2 separate regions of the Anser cygnoides genome follow, and region 1 is linked to region 2. The links are chromatin contacts, called in public Hi-C maps. All regions are on one chromosome and are shown on one strand. Each heading gives the region's core, a stretch centred on a gene start, on an enhancer-like site or on the middle of the called end of the contact. The rest is flanking DNA. Distances are from core to core; before and after follow the strand shown.

The links. A called contact is a pair of places that touch in the nucleus more often than the background predicts.
Region 1: a contact with region 2 is called in a Hi-C map of liver, with 2.2 times the contacts expected there. The contact joins the promoter of EIF3J here to the promoter of BLM in region 2. A contact is called at or near these places in 3 of 7 Hi-C or Micro-C datasets (granulosa cells and liver).

What each region holds. Positions count from the first base shown.
Region 1 is chr11:835,332-841,460 of Taihu_goose_T2T_genome, reverse strand. It overlaps EIF3J (eukaryotic translation initiation factor 3 subunit J), which reads right to left and starts at 3,775. Exons shown (of 8, transcript XM_067003848.1): 1 at 3,617-3,775; 2 at 3,424-3,527. The coding sequence starts at 3,641.
Region 2 is chr11:606,441-612,888 of Taihu_goose_T2T_genome, reverse strand. It overlaps BLM (BLM RecQ like helicase), which reads right to left and starts at 5,177. Exons shown (of 21, transcript XM_048046330.2): 1 at 4,962-5,177; 2 at 4,213-4,865; 3 at 3,229-3,418; 4 at 2,655-2,776; 5 at 1,754-1,886; 6 at 1-723. The coding sequence starts at 5,059. It overlaps CTSH (cathepsin H), which reads right to left. Exons shown (of 12, transcript XM_067003748.1): 12 at 5,555-6,361. The coding sequence ends at 6,286.

The sequences.
Region 1 (6,129 bases), core at 2,526-5,025, 230 kb before region 2:
CGTGACAAAGAAAAAGACAGAGACGGAAGAACGCAGCATGCGCTGCAATGTGCTGATCCAAGCAAGGAAGACACCCAGCCACCAGCTCACTCGAGTTAATTGGCACTTGTAAGAGCTCCAGCTTCCCTTCCACATTCCAAGAACCTGACTTGAATTTGCAGCGGCATTAGTTTAGCTCATATCTAATTAAGAGTTTGTTACACCCATGTCCATTACTGCCGTACAAAGCCTTATCCCCTGCCCTCTCCTTCACAGACTGGGGTTTTAACATCAAGTGCTCCCTAGTGCAAAACCCTGCGAGGCTGAAGGCAGCCTACCCGCTACGCAAAGGGAGCGGTGGGCCCGACAGAAACGACGGCATTTCATTCCTGCACGTGGGTGACTTCTCCAGGGCCTCTCGCACCACGACAGGCGCGCTCACAGCGGGCTGGCCGGGCTCTGGGCCGGCACACGGTGCTGGGTTCGGCTCGCGAAGCTCTGCTGATGAAGCAACACAGAAACGGCAAAAACCAGAGGGCGGCGTGACCACCCCTCCGCCGGCATGACCTCCCCCTCGGCTCGTAGGTGGGATTTTCAGGCGTTGACTTTTCAGGTCTCAACTTGAGCTGAAGAAACCTCCAACTGTCGGGAGCCGACCCACAGCGGAGGGATCGCGCCCCACCGCCGCCAGCAGGCTCCTGGCCGGGCAGCGTCCAGACATCGGCCACCCGAGGACTCACTTCTCAGCCCGGTGTGCCAACACCAGCAGCCTTCCAGCCAGGCTAACGCCATCTCGCTTCTTCAAGCTGTTTTTATTTAAGCAACAGAACACGATTAATATATTGGAGGTGATTTTGCTTTCTTTGCTTTTTCTGTTTTTGTTTTTAACTGGCAGCGGGGTGGAGTCCCAGTTACACCTATTCCTGCGTTTTATAAATTTCTGTGAACACTTGGAGGAAAAGAAAATTAGTACTGAATCTTTGCGCTGAATACTAAGTGATTCAAAAGAGGACACTTATTGCACAATATATCCACTAATGTAGCATAAAACTTTGAAGTATTTCAACAATGCTCATTTACACGTACGTAACTGAACTAAGGGCACTGAAATCATCTTCCTTTTCAGGTAAATAAACCTGCGATGAGAGTAGCTCTCACACTTTCATATGCACTTTGAACACATGAAAATGCACATTCTCCCCCCCCAAAACCAGAAGACATGATTTGAGAATGACAGGGACTCCACTATTGCGATTCCCAGTTGTACCTGGGCACCCTCCTTCACCAAGGCTGTTGCCTGTGTAACAAGCAAATTTCCCAGTTTTGGCTTTGTTGAGCAAAGAATTGCCCAAGAGTAAATAGATGAACGCTCCCTGGCAGGAGGCCCATCTTCTGGGAAACTTGTGTTCTGGTAACATTTGAGAGTAGTTTTATTACTTATGAAGATGCTAATTTTAAACCTGGGGAAGTCAAGATTTCCTGAACTTTAAGTTACTTTAGGTTCATTACCAAAACAACTTCAGAATAAACTCCAGAATCTGAATATATAAAAAGCATTCCAAAACACAGCATGCCCGTGTTAAGACAAACTACGCGGAAAACACCTTGTGCTTATATTTTAGACCACGTAATTTTTCTTCTGCAGGAACTTCTCCAGGGCTGACCCTGGCAAACGAGGTGTCCAAACAAACCTGAGCTACCTCCCTAGCTCAGCTCTGAGATCTTGAGCATTTGTAAGTAAGAGCCAACTGAAACCAAACAGGACAGCTTCATCTGCTGGATGGGTCCTTCTCTCCAGACGCAGCTCCAGTACTAAAACTGTAATCCTTCCGAAAGGGGGAAGTAGTTGCATTCTTGGTACATGGGGGAAAACCTTGTTCTTTTATTAGAACGGCCATAGGAAGCACAGGTGTCGCTAGGGGAATGACAGCTCGCAGTCCAGTTCGCTTGGACCCATTCCATCACAGCAGGAAAGTTTCCCACTTTCAAAGAAAGGAGGAAAAGCAAACTTCACAAACACAGTAGGTCTGATATATTCGTACATGTGCACAAACATATAAAGATTAAATACAAATTTCTATACAGACACACAGTCCCACTCTAACCACACTTTTTACAAATGACTGCAGCCACTGCATACAGAGATACCTCCACTTACTTTGCCTGCTGTAATGTGACATCTGTGATAACTACAGGGTGTGGGCATCACTAAATTCACAAAGTAAAATGGACAGCCTGTAACTTACAAAAAATACATATTTTTTTTAACAGATGAACTACTCTTTTCACACTACCTATAAAAACAAATACCCACCCTGAACTCCAAGGACAACTGAGTCAGTGTTTTTCAGAGATTCTGCTAACGCAAGCGCAGGCTAAATAACAAAACGAGCAAGTCCTCACCTAGTAAGCAGCAATTCTCTAGTTAGAAAGCTTCATACCTGTGACCGTAACGGAGCAAGCAGGTCGCCTGGTGAACCACCAGGAGATTGCCTAGTATCTCAGAAGCTTGATTTGAAACAAAAAGGTGTTTTGCAGTTTACCTATTTCCATTCCTCCCACTCTTCAAGCACCTTCCTCGTACATTTCCTGACATTATTTCGCTCCCTGTCTGCACGTACGCTAGGCACACTGAGGTTTCTGTGTCATCCACCACCCAGAAACCTGGCTCGCTAGGGGACAGCTGGAATTACATGGAAGAAAACAAACTTTTAAGGAAAGTCAGCTTTCGTAGGTATGAGAAATGAACACCCACACGCTTTGACACCAATTCCACGCTGACGTTGCTCCTCAAATGCACCAAAATTCACTTCCAAACAGTGCCTTAAGCAAACATATGTTAAGCGACCTACTGAACGTGACACGGCGCAGTAACACCGCCGCACTTCCCAGCTGCGGCCGGGGCCTGGGAGTGGGAAAAGGGGTGGCAGAGACACGCTGCCACAGCCCAAGCTTCCAGCCAGCAGAAGCAGCAGGGTTACGGTGCTGCTCTCACTGAACCCAGCCCACCGGGACGCCACGCTCAGGGCTACGATGACCGAAAGCGAGCAGCCACCAGCAGCCAGCCGCCCGCGGAGCAGCGCCCAGAGCCCGGCAGCAGCGGGGGGGGGTTCCCGGGCCCCCCCTCTCGGCCGGGCCCCCCCTCACGGCCTTGCTGCGGCGCGGGGACCGACCCGACCCGCCCCGCGGGAGGGCCGCGGGCAGCGCGGCCTCAGCTTCCCCCGGCCCCCGCCCGCCCAGCGCCGCCTCCCGGCCCGAGGGGCCGCGGGGATCCCCCCCGGAGCCCCCGATCCCGGCCCCGGCCCCCCAACATGGGCCCCTCACCGCCGCCTGCCCCGAGCCGGGCCGCGCCGCCTGGGCCCGCGGCCCCCTGAGGAGCGGCACCGGATGGCAGCGGCACGGCCCCGGCCCGCGGCCCCCAGCCCTCAGCCCCAGCCCCGGCACCTTCACGTCGTCCTCCTCATCCTCTCCGGCCCAGCGGTCGCCGGCCGCCACCCCCGGCACCAGCCGCTTCGCCACCGGCTCCACCACCTCGAAGCTGTCGGCGTCTGTGGGGGAGAGGAGAGCGGGTGAGCGGCGGCGGCGGCGGCGGGGGGGAGCGCGGCGAGGCCCGGCGGGGCGCGGGGCCGCCACCTACCCCACGAGTCCGCCTCCGCCGCCATCTTCCTGCCGCGGGCCGCGGCCGCTCCGCAGGCGCCGTGAGTCAGCCGCACCAGAGCGGCCCCAGCCAGCGCCGCGCGGGGCACGCCGGGACGGCGGCGGGATGCCCGCCCTGCGCCCCGCCCGCCGCCGGGGAGCGCGACCCGCCGGGCCCCGCCCGGCGCGGCGGAGGGACGCCATGATGGGAGGGTAAGGGAGAGGGGGGCGGAGCCCTCCGGCCGCCATGATGGGAGGGTAAGGGAGAGGGGGCGGAGCCCTCCGGCCGCCATGATGGGAGGGTAAGGGAGAGGGGGCGGAGCCCTCCGGCCGCCATGATGGGAGGGTAAGGGGCTGTGAGGAGGGACCCGGCCGCCATGATGAGGGGAGGGGAGGGCGCGGCCCGTGTCTTCCTCACGGTCGGGGCCCGGCCGCCGAGCAGCCCCCGGGGCCCCGAGCGAGCTCCGAGCCCCGCTCCGGGGGCTTCCACCGCGGCCCGGCCTCGCTGTGCGCGGGCGGGCTCCGGCCGCGACGTCCCGCGCCCGGCGCGCACCGCGTGAGGCGCCCCCGGCTCTCGCAGTCCCCTCACAACCCTTCTGTAAGGGGTTACAAAAAAGGCAAAAACCAAGATTTTTACAAAGGAGAGAAAGCTGTTGTATGTAGCAAGGAATTAATCTAGGAGTAGCCCTCACATCTGGGCTGAATTTATTCCCTTGGCCCTGCTGCAGTGGAAAAGCCCACGCCTTTTGAAGATACTTCACGTGTTAAAAATATTAATGGCACAACTCAGTCAGAGCAAGAGGCAAAGAATGAGAAAACACTAGACCGACGACTGCTAAGGTTCTTCACAGCTCTGCAGGCTGTCAGGATGCCTAAGCCCTAAGCGTGGCTGAACTGGTTCCTGCTGGGGTGAAAGCCGCTCCTCGTCCCCTTCAGCGGCGTGGGGGCCGCCGGGGTGGCGCCGCCTGCGGCCCTGCCTCCTGCAGCCCCGCCTCGGTCCTGCCTGAGCAGGATCTGTGCCCTCTGATCGCGTTTAGCAGTAAGGACACGACGACTGGTGCCGCACGGAGGTACCTCGGCAGCATCCCTCCTACCCTGCTGAGAGAGCCCAGCACCAGCCGGGGAGCACCGCTGTGCTAGCTTTGATGCGGTCTTCCTACAAGAACCCGGCTTCTGGTGCAACATAGAAATAATGTTTAATTTACAGGTAGATTGGAGATTAGAAGAGGATCAAGAGCCACAAAAACTAGAAGTTCAAACCTAGCGATGAGCCCTTGGTTTAATGTGGTGACACACAACAGGTTTTCCACTTTTCTTCTTTAGAGAGGCCAGAATTCCACCACCCCTACCCCCAAAAAAGTAATAAAACCCAATCTTTTTACGGTTATCAATACAATTGGTTAAAGACTCATCAGTGCCAGAATTAGGATGCTATGGTAAACCAAATTCAGTTTCAGTTCAGTCAACTCGTGCCAGGGGATTACACAATTTGGTTTATCGTAGGCTTGCAAACAACAGTTTGATAATTTTAAATAGCTGCAGGTAATTAATGAATTATTCACAGAGTTTTCATAACATTTTCTTCAGCAATGGGACCACTTTGTTTTCTAATAGGCTTTCTCAGTACTAAAATTTCTGTGCTTCAAACATTATGCTCCCCAGCTGGGAATAAATGCACACGATGCTGTGACCCCAGGAACGAGGAGGGGCCTTCGCAGGCCTCTCAACGATTATAATTGAATGCAACGATTATAATTGAAAGCTCACTGGATGTGAACAAATTGCTATGGCTAATAACTGCTTCCTACCCTCAAAAGAGCAGAGAGAAAGTATTCACAGGAATTGACTGACTTTCTGCTCCTGCCACTCCACCTCATGGAGACAACAGAGACCCAACTGTCAGGACAAGGACAGCTTAGCTTAAGTCACAGCCTGAATGGGCAGCCTAATTCTGAAAGAAATAGGTCTTACTAATGAGGTGTGTTCCAGATTCATCTGGATTCATCTGGAACACAGATGAATGTTCCTCTAGCAAGAAGAAGATCCTCTTGTGTTTGCTAGAAAAAAATATGACTTCCAAATTTATCATCCGTTTTTTGTTGTTACCCATTTACCAGGCACTAGAAATAACATTAGAGACGTAATTATAGATCAAGTAGTGTAGTAAGTTATATCCTCACCGAATCTAAACAGTTTCATAAGCTCAAGTGTGCTGTGAGGATAATTATGAAACTACTAGGAACCGTGAGATGACTGGGAACATATTAATTGTAAAAATATATATTTACCCAGCACGTTTAAATTTAAGCGTTTGGATTAAAACAAATAAGTATTACTCCCATTGTATAGACAAGGAAATTAAGGCACAGCTCTCTGAGTCAAAGGAAGTACTACCTCCTAGGAAACCAGGCAGTTCTCATTTTGAAAAAGTCTAAAGGTTTCTGCTTAGGAGGAGAAACAAATGCAAAGGAGACGGATCAGGCCTTGTGGTAATTTTACAAGATATTCACTGCA
Region 2 (6,448 bases), core at 3,928-6,427:
CAGCTTGATTTTGGAGCAACAGGATTCGATACAGGAGGAGATCCTTTGGCTGCTGAGATGATCTTTGAGAGCAGGGACCTGGCAGGTGGCCCCTCCCTGACCGGCTGATACAATGGCGCAGATGGTGTCTCAGGTGCCGAAACAGTCACTGAATTCTCCCAGCCCTCATCAAAATCATCAATATCAAAATTATCGAGATCAAAGTCTGTATCGTTTACATCTAAACAGTCTGATGCAGCAGTGCCAGCAGGGGCTTTGCTCGGAACTTTCATGGCAGTGCTCGTAATGGGCCTCTCCGGAAGATGCCAGCGTTCACCGTTTCTCACCGCTGTTTTTTCACACCAGCTGTTGTTGAAAGACATCTCCGAAGGATGGCTGAGAGACGTTCTGTCTTTGCTGTTCACCTTGGAAGAAGAAAGTTCTGCAGTTTCTAGGCAGATGACCTCCTGAACATTTTGCTTCGAAACATAAGAGGTATCCAAGTCATCAAGTGTTTGATCATTTTCTGTAGAAAAATTGCTTAAATTAACAGTCCCGGAAAGCTTAGATGAAAGATTTGTAGATTTTGGTGAGTTTCTGACAAAACTCCTATTTGGGCCAGAACACAAAGCAGTACCAGAACGCACAGAGGAGTCTTGTTGCACACATGCCTTCCCATCTCTAGGAAAAATGTTGTTTGTGCTTCTTGCCTTCAAAGTGACAGAACTAGCTAACAATTTTCTCCTGGAAGAGATGGCAAGGGAAGGAAGAATGAAAATGAATATTTAAATCACAAGCAATGATATATCACTTTCTACAACATACATTAAACATTTGTCTTTTTCTTCCTAATTAAAATATTAACATATGGTGGTTACATTGTTTTTTGTGTCCAACACAGGACATTACAACTCAATATTTTAAAAATATTTCAAACAAATCTAGGGAAGAGAGAATAATACCAGAACTCAGTTGAACACAGTAATTGCAAAATCAATATGCGTTCACCACAAGTATTAAAATAAAGGAATTCTTAATAGTGAAGAACTGATTCAGGCAACACAGAGCATAAAGTTCTTAAAGGCACAAACCCAAAGTTAAAGAAGTAAAAAATACGCTTGAAACAAATTATGTTTTTCTGTACTTTCTGAAGACTATCACTGACTACAGTAATAATAGAAAAAAATAGTTTTACCAAGAATGTTTAGAAAAAGCACTGTTTCAGCCCAATAAAGACACAAACCAAAATGCCAGATCTCAGTATTTTGTCTATGTACAGTGTCACCAAATTATACGGGAGGAGGCAGCCTGTAGTAGCAATACTCAAACTGAAAGATGACAGGTATGCAGATACTGGTAGAAGTCACAAATCGTTATTGTCAGGGATGGTGAGTCTCACAGAGAGAACATTAAATTAACGCCTCAGGTTACAAGAAATCAGGATGACACTTAGCAGATTATATCGCACCACTCTGCTTCTTCAGAAGCACCTGGTGATAGTTACCTTCCAGAAAAAAGAAACAGCACTACCTGTGCCTCAGGTTGAACATGGAATCAGATTCTTTCTTCTGAAAGTATTAACAATTCCAGGATTCTGCCAGAAAGTCTTCGGATTCTTTGTCTAAAACTTTATTTGGTCAGTTATTTTAGGCTTTTTATTAAAAAAAAAAAACAACTTTCTGTATCATGTTTTCAGTGTGATGGAGACACCTAGAGGCACGATATGGTTTCATACAGAACTTGGCAATAAGAAATACTACTTATTAAAATGTACCGGAGATCCCTTTGCTGAAGCAGTTCTTTTGCACACGACAGCGACTTAAGCTCATGAATAGGAATGGCATCTACCAGCTTACAAATATCATCCATGACGCTGTAAAGTTCCTGTTCCAAATGCGGGCCTTCATCTGCAAGACAGAGCTTATTTCAGCAAAGAGTAACACTATTTTTTATTGGAATGAAGTAACAAGAGGATCTCACTTTCTCTCCCAAAAGACAGAACACATCGTGTAAGTCTAAATAGTTTGCTTTTGATATATTTTAATAGCCCATTGGCATAAAGAAACTGCATTCACAAACTGCATTCTCTGTAAAAATACTGTTAAAATACGAACAAAGACACTACTTTGGCATTTATAAACAAAATTTTACATGACACTGGTACGGTCATAGTGTATTATAGCACAAACTGCATTTTTATGAATCTTGAGAGTAAAATCTGAATCTGCAGCTGTAGAACCATGTTGTTCTACACCTATACTCGGTAACTTTCTATTCTGCAAGTTCAACTCAGAAACCTATTACCTCAGTAGTTTCCAAAGTCAGCATCTGTAGGAATCAAACGGAAGAACTAAACCAGCTCAAACTTAGTGATGCATCTTTCTGTCATAGTGGACTTCGAGAACTGTTTAGTAGATGCGTGCTTTTAAGATCTGAAAAGGAGTTCTGAGCAGTAACCCAAGCTGGTGCTGACAAACCCAGAATCAACACAATTCTGAATCTACACGACTTATGCAACATCTGAAAATTCTCTACAAGACTCTGTTCCATACTTCCTCGTCCTCATCAGTTGTTATTAGAAAAAGCTCTCAGATTACATGGGATACATCGGAGAACAAGAAGTTGCAAACCATCACCAAAACCGAATGCATAAAATTTCAAATTATTTCACGTACCTGCATCCTCTGCCCTAGAATCACTTGCAGCAACAGGCTGTTTTGCTGTAATCTTCTCAGGCTTAGACTCAATGCCATTTGCTGTTGATCTTCCACCAGTAGGAGATTCTTTGAAAATATTACTAACGTTAAAACAAAAAGTCATTAAAATACAGAAACGCATTGGATTTACAGACATCTTACAAAAAATCCATAAAAGAACTTAATCTTTTGGACTAGCAGCATTTGAGAAAAAAGATAAATTTCTCATCTAAGTAACATCAGTAAGCTAACACCTAACTGTTATGTGCCAATTTGTAGAGATTTGTTTCAATAATTTTTTTTCCCTCTCACTATGACGGGAAAAATAACTCTGCTTTTTCTGAAGCAAAAGCCACATTTGTTATGACCAATGTGTAAGGTGTTTCAGAAGACATTAATAGCAGCTGTCAACTGCTAACCTGCCAAGCCAGAAGCAGTCAAAACCAACTCAAACGGTAACTTTTTAACAAGCGCTAGTTTCATATCTTTTTTTTGTTAGTTTTTAAAAAATCATCCTAACAACAGACAGCTTTGTCTATTAGCTTTGTTTTACCTAATGCTTTTTACAGATGGTGAGAAGGAAGGCAGCTCTTCTTCAGGGGAAGGTGGAACTACATCTAAGTAATCATCCTCTTCAAGCTCAATGTTTGCTAACAGCTCGTTGCTGATCTCATCCGTCTCTGGTTGGCTGTTTTTCTCACCGTTGCTTAGCTTCTGGCTTCCACCACTTTTATCAGTGGTAGCTGAAAGAGAAGTGTATTGATATTGTTGGGCAACACTGAAAACTCTTTCTGGTATAAACAGAAACACAACGGAATAGAGGAAAAAACTATTAGCCGTATTTCAAAACAATAGATTAATATAGTTTCTGACTTTTAAACAGCAAAGAAATAAATTGTCAGGAAACAGTGTTCAGTGTTAATCACTTGCATCAAGATGTTAATTTCACAAATAAGGACCAAAAGTTTCAAACCATAACAACTAAGAAACTTAAAACAGAAAAGCTAAGTGAAGCAGAGAGCTGCCAAAGATGCATACTGACTGACGGCCGTGAACTTTTTGGTCATAATTGATGTGTGGTTGTTTTTTTCATTTGTTTGCTTGTTTTTAAAAATCAGTACAGATCTTTTTCTGATTTAATATTTCTCATTGTTTCATTTAGGCATAAGTTGATTTTAGATCTCTTTTGTTTGAATTATAAAACTGTCTTATTTTTTTTTTCCCCCTGTAACATCTCTGCAGATTATTGGTACATATTTCTGGAATGCCATCTGGAAAGACTTGCACCTCCAACGGTACCATGCTACCTGCTGCTGCAGAGACAGTTCTCCACTATCTGCAACACCGCACATTTGCAAAGCACAGTTACCAACATGAAATCCACGTACCTAAGACTGCTGTCAGATAGGTGTGTGCAGCTCCCTCTGATTTCATTGAGAGCTCGCAAGATCTATATTTCTGAAAAGCGAAGTGTTCAGGTGTGCAAACGCAAACACGTTTTATTCTAGTTCATCGATGCTTTAAACTGACCCCTTACCTGTGCGAGCCTCTTCCCTCTCATCATCCAAAGTCACGTCAGTAGTTAAATTCTCCCGAAGATCCTCGCCCACAACCTTGTCGCTGCCACAGTGGACCGAGTCCCCGAGACAGATGACAGACCCTTGGGATGAGGGCTGCTCTTCCTCAGCGGGAGGCGTTCCTTTAGGCTCCCCAGCGCCAGGTTCTGGGGACGCTGCGTCGCCATTCACGGTCTCGGGCAGCTTATCGACACGGGAGCTCGGTCTCTGGGGAGCCTTGCAGGCGGCCCTCTGGCCTTTGGGGGACAAAACGGCTGGTTTGGTGAATCTCTTCTCGATGCCCGACAGGTCGAAGTCGTCCATATCGTCCCACTCATCGTCCGCGGCGACGGGGGGGCCCCCGAGCGGAGCGGGACCCCCAGCCCGGCCGGGAGCGGCCAGCGGCCTCCTGCCGGCCCCGACCGGCTCCTGAGCAGGGCGCCGGGACGCCGGGCAGGGACCGGGGCAGAGCGCGGCGGGGGCCGTGCTCGGGCCGCAGCCCCCCGCCGGGAAGGGCTCCGCGGGCCTCCTGCGCTGCCCGCCGGCCGGCGCCGCGTTCACGTCCTTGTCCCGCAGCGCCGAGCTCCCGCTGCGCTCCCTGCCGCACGGGGCGGGCTTCTTGAACGTGAAGCCCCTGGAAGAGAGGCGAAGGGCGGGCGGTCAGCCAGCCGGTCACCCAGCCCGGTCGGTCACCCAGCCCGGCGGCCCCCCGCCGCCCCCCGGTACTCACCCGGGCCGGCTCCGCGCGGGCGGCGGCTTGCTGAGGGCGCCGCGGGCCGAGTGCAGCTGCAGCTGCTCCCAGAGGTTGTTGTGCGGCATGGCCGCCATGACAGGACCGGGCGGCACCGGGCGGTGCCTCGCCTCGCCTCACCGCCCCTCGCCTCGCCTCGCCTCACCGCCCCTCGCCTCACCGCGCCGCCCCCCGCCGCCCCTCACCGCCCGCTCCCGCCGCGCCGCGCGCGCCCCGTCCCTCGCGCCCTTCGCATTGGGCGCGCAGCCGCCGCCCGCCTCCCCATTGGACGGGAGCGGGGGGCCGGAAGTGACGACACGGCGGTTCCGTCTCCATGGCGAGGGGATCTCGCCCCGCCCCCCGCCCGCCTCCCCCACAAAATGGCGGCGCCGGGCGAGGGGGCCGCGGCCCCCGTGGTTTTGGTAACCCCTGCGCGGAGCCCGTCGGAGTGACGGGGCCCTTTATTTTTTGTTTGTTTTTCAACCACGTTCAATCCATGTTCATGATCAGAAAGCAGCGCTTCCAATGTTAGCGCAGCATCTCCCACACGTGACCGTGCAGCTAATTAATTAACACATCTGTTAACTAGGGGGAAAGGTAGAGGTCGTTTTTATTCGTTTAATCAACAGTCAGGAGCGGGGGCAGCGGCAGGCCAGCACGAAATAACACACAAGTGCCCTCTACTGGCAAAAGGGCTTCTCACAGTCCTGCTTTGAAACGGCAATAAACTTTTTGCTTCTTCATTGATTCATAAAATCATCCATTCCCTCAATGCTTTCCTTAAAATAGCCTCATTTTTTCCATCTTTTACAAAAATACTAAAAACATTAAATGAGCACAGATAAAACTTAAAAATCACAGCACTCATCTTTCTCTAGAGAAAGGAAAAATTGCCTTCAGAGAAAAAAAGAAAAGTCCCCAGACGTTGCGTCTGCTGATTGAGAAACAACTGACACAAGGAAGGGGTGAGGTTGTGGTATGGCATCCTAACGTTGGGTGACGGCGTGGCATTTTCACCTTGTGTGCTCCTGGATCTCCCCCGCCCCTTGTGCTCACTCTCAGCGCAGGGGAGCCCGGCACACACCGCCTGCAGCCACGGGTTCTGGCTGTCGGTGCAGGAGCACGCTTGGTTTTGGGTAGGGAGAGCAGGCACAGATCTGCCTACCACAAGAAGCTTTGTGCAAGCAGAGGAATCCACCTGCACGTAACAAATATCAGCAGACTTCTTTCTTCTTCGTGCTTTCTTGATTTTAGCATTTAGAAATTCACACATGATCAATTATTCCTTTTTCTGTATCCACTTTCCCCAGCCTGCGCTCTCCTCTTACACCTGGGGAATAGGGTAAGATGCACAAGCAGCGAGACCACACATATTCTTGCCGCGTTCAATTAGGAAATACCTGGAAAGAGAAACAAACAGGTATGAGCGAGTATTCCCTGCTCCTCCAGCAGTCAGCATGCCTGACACAGACATACGGTGACTGCTG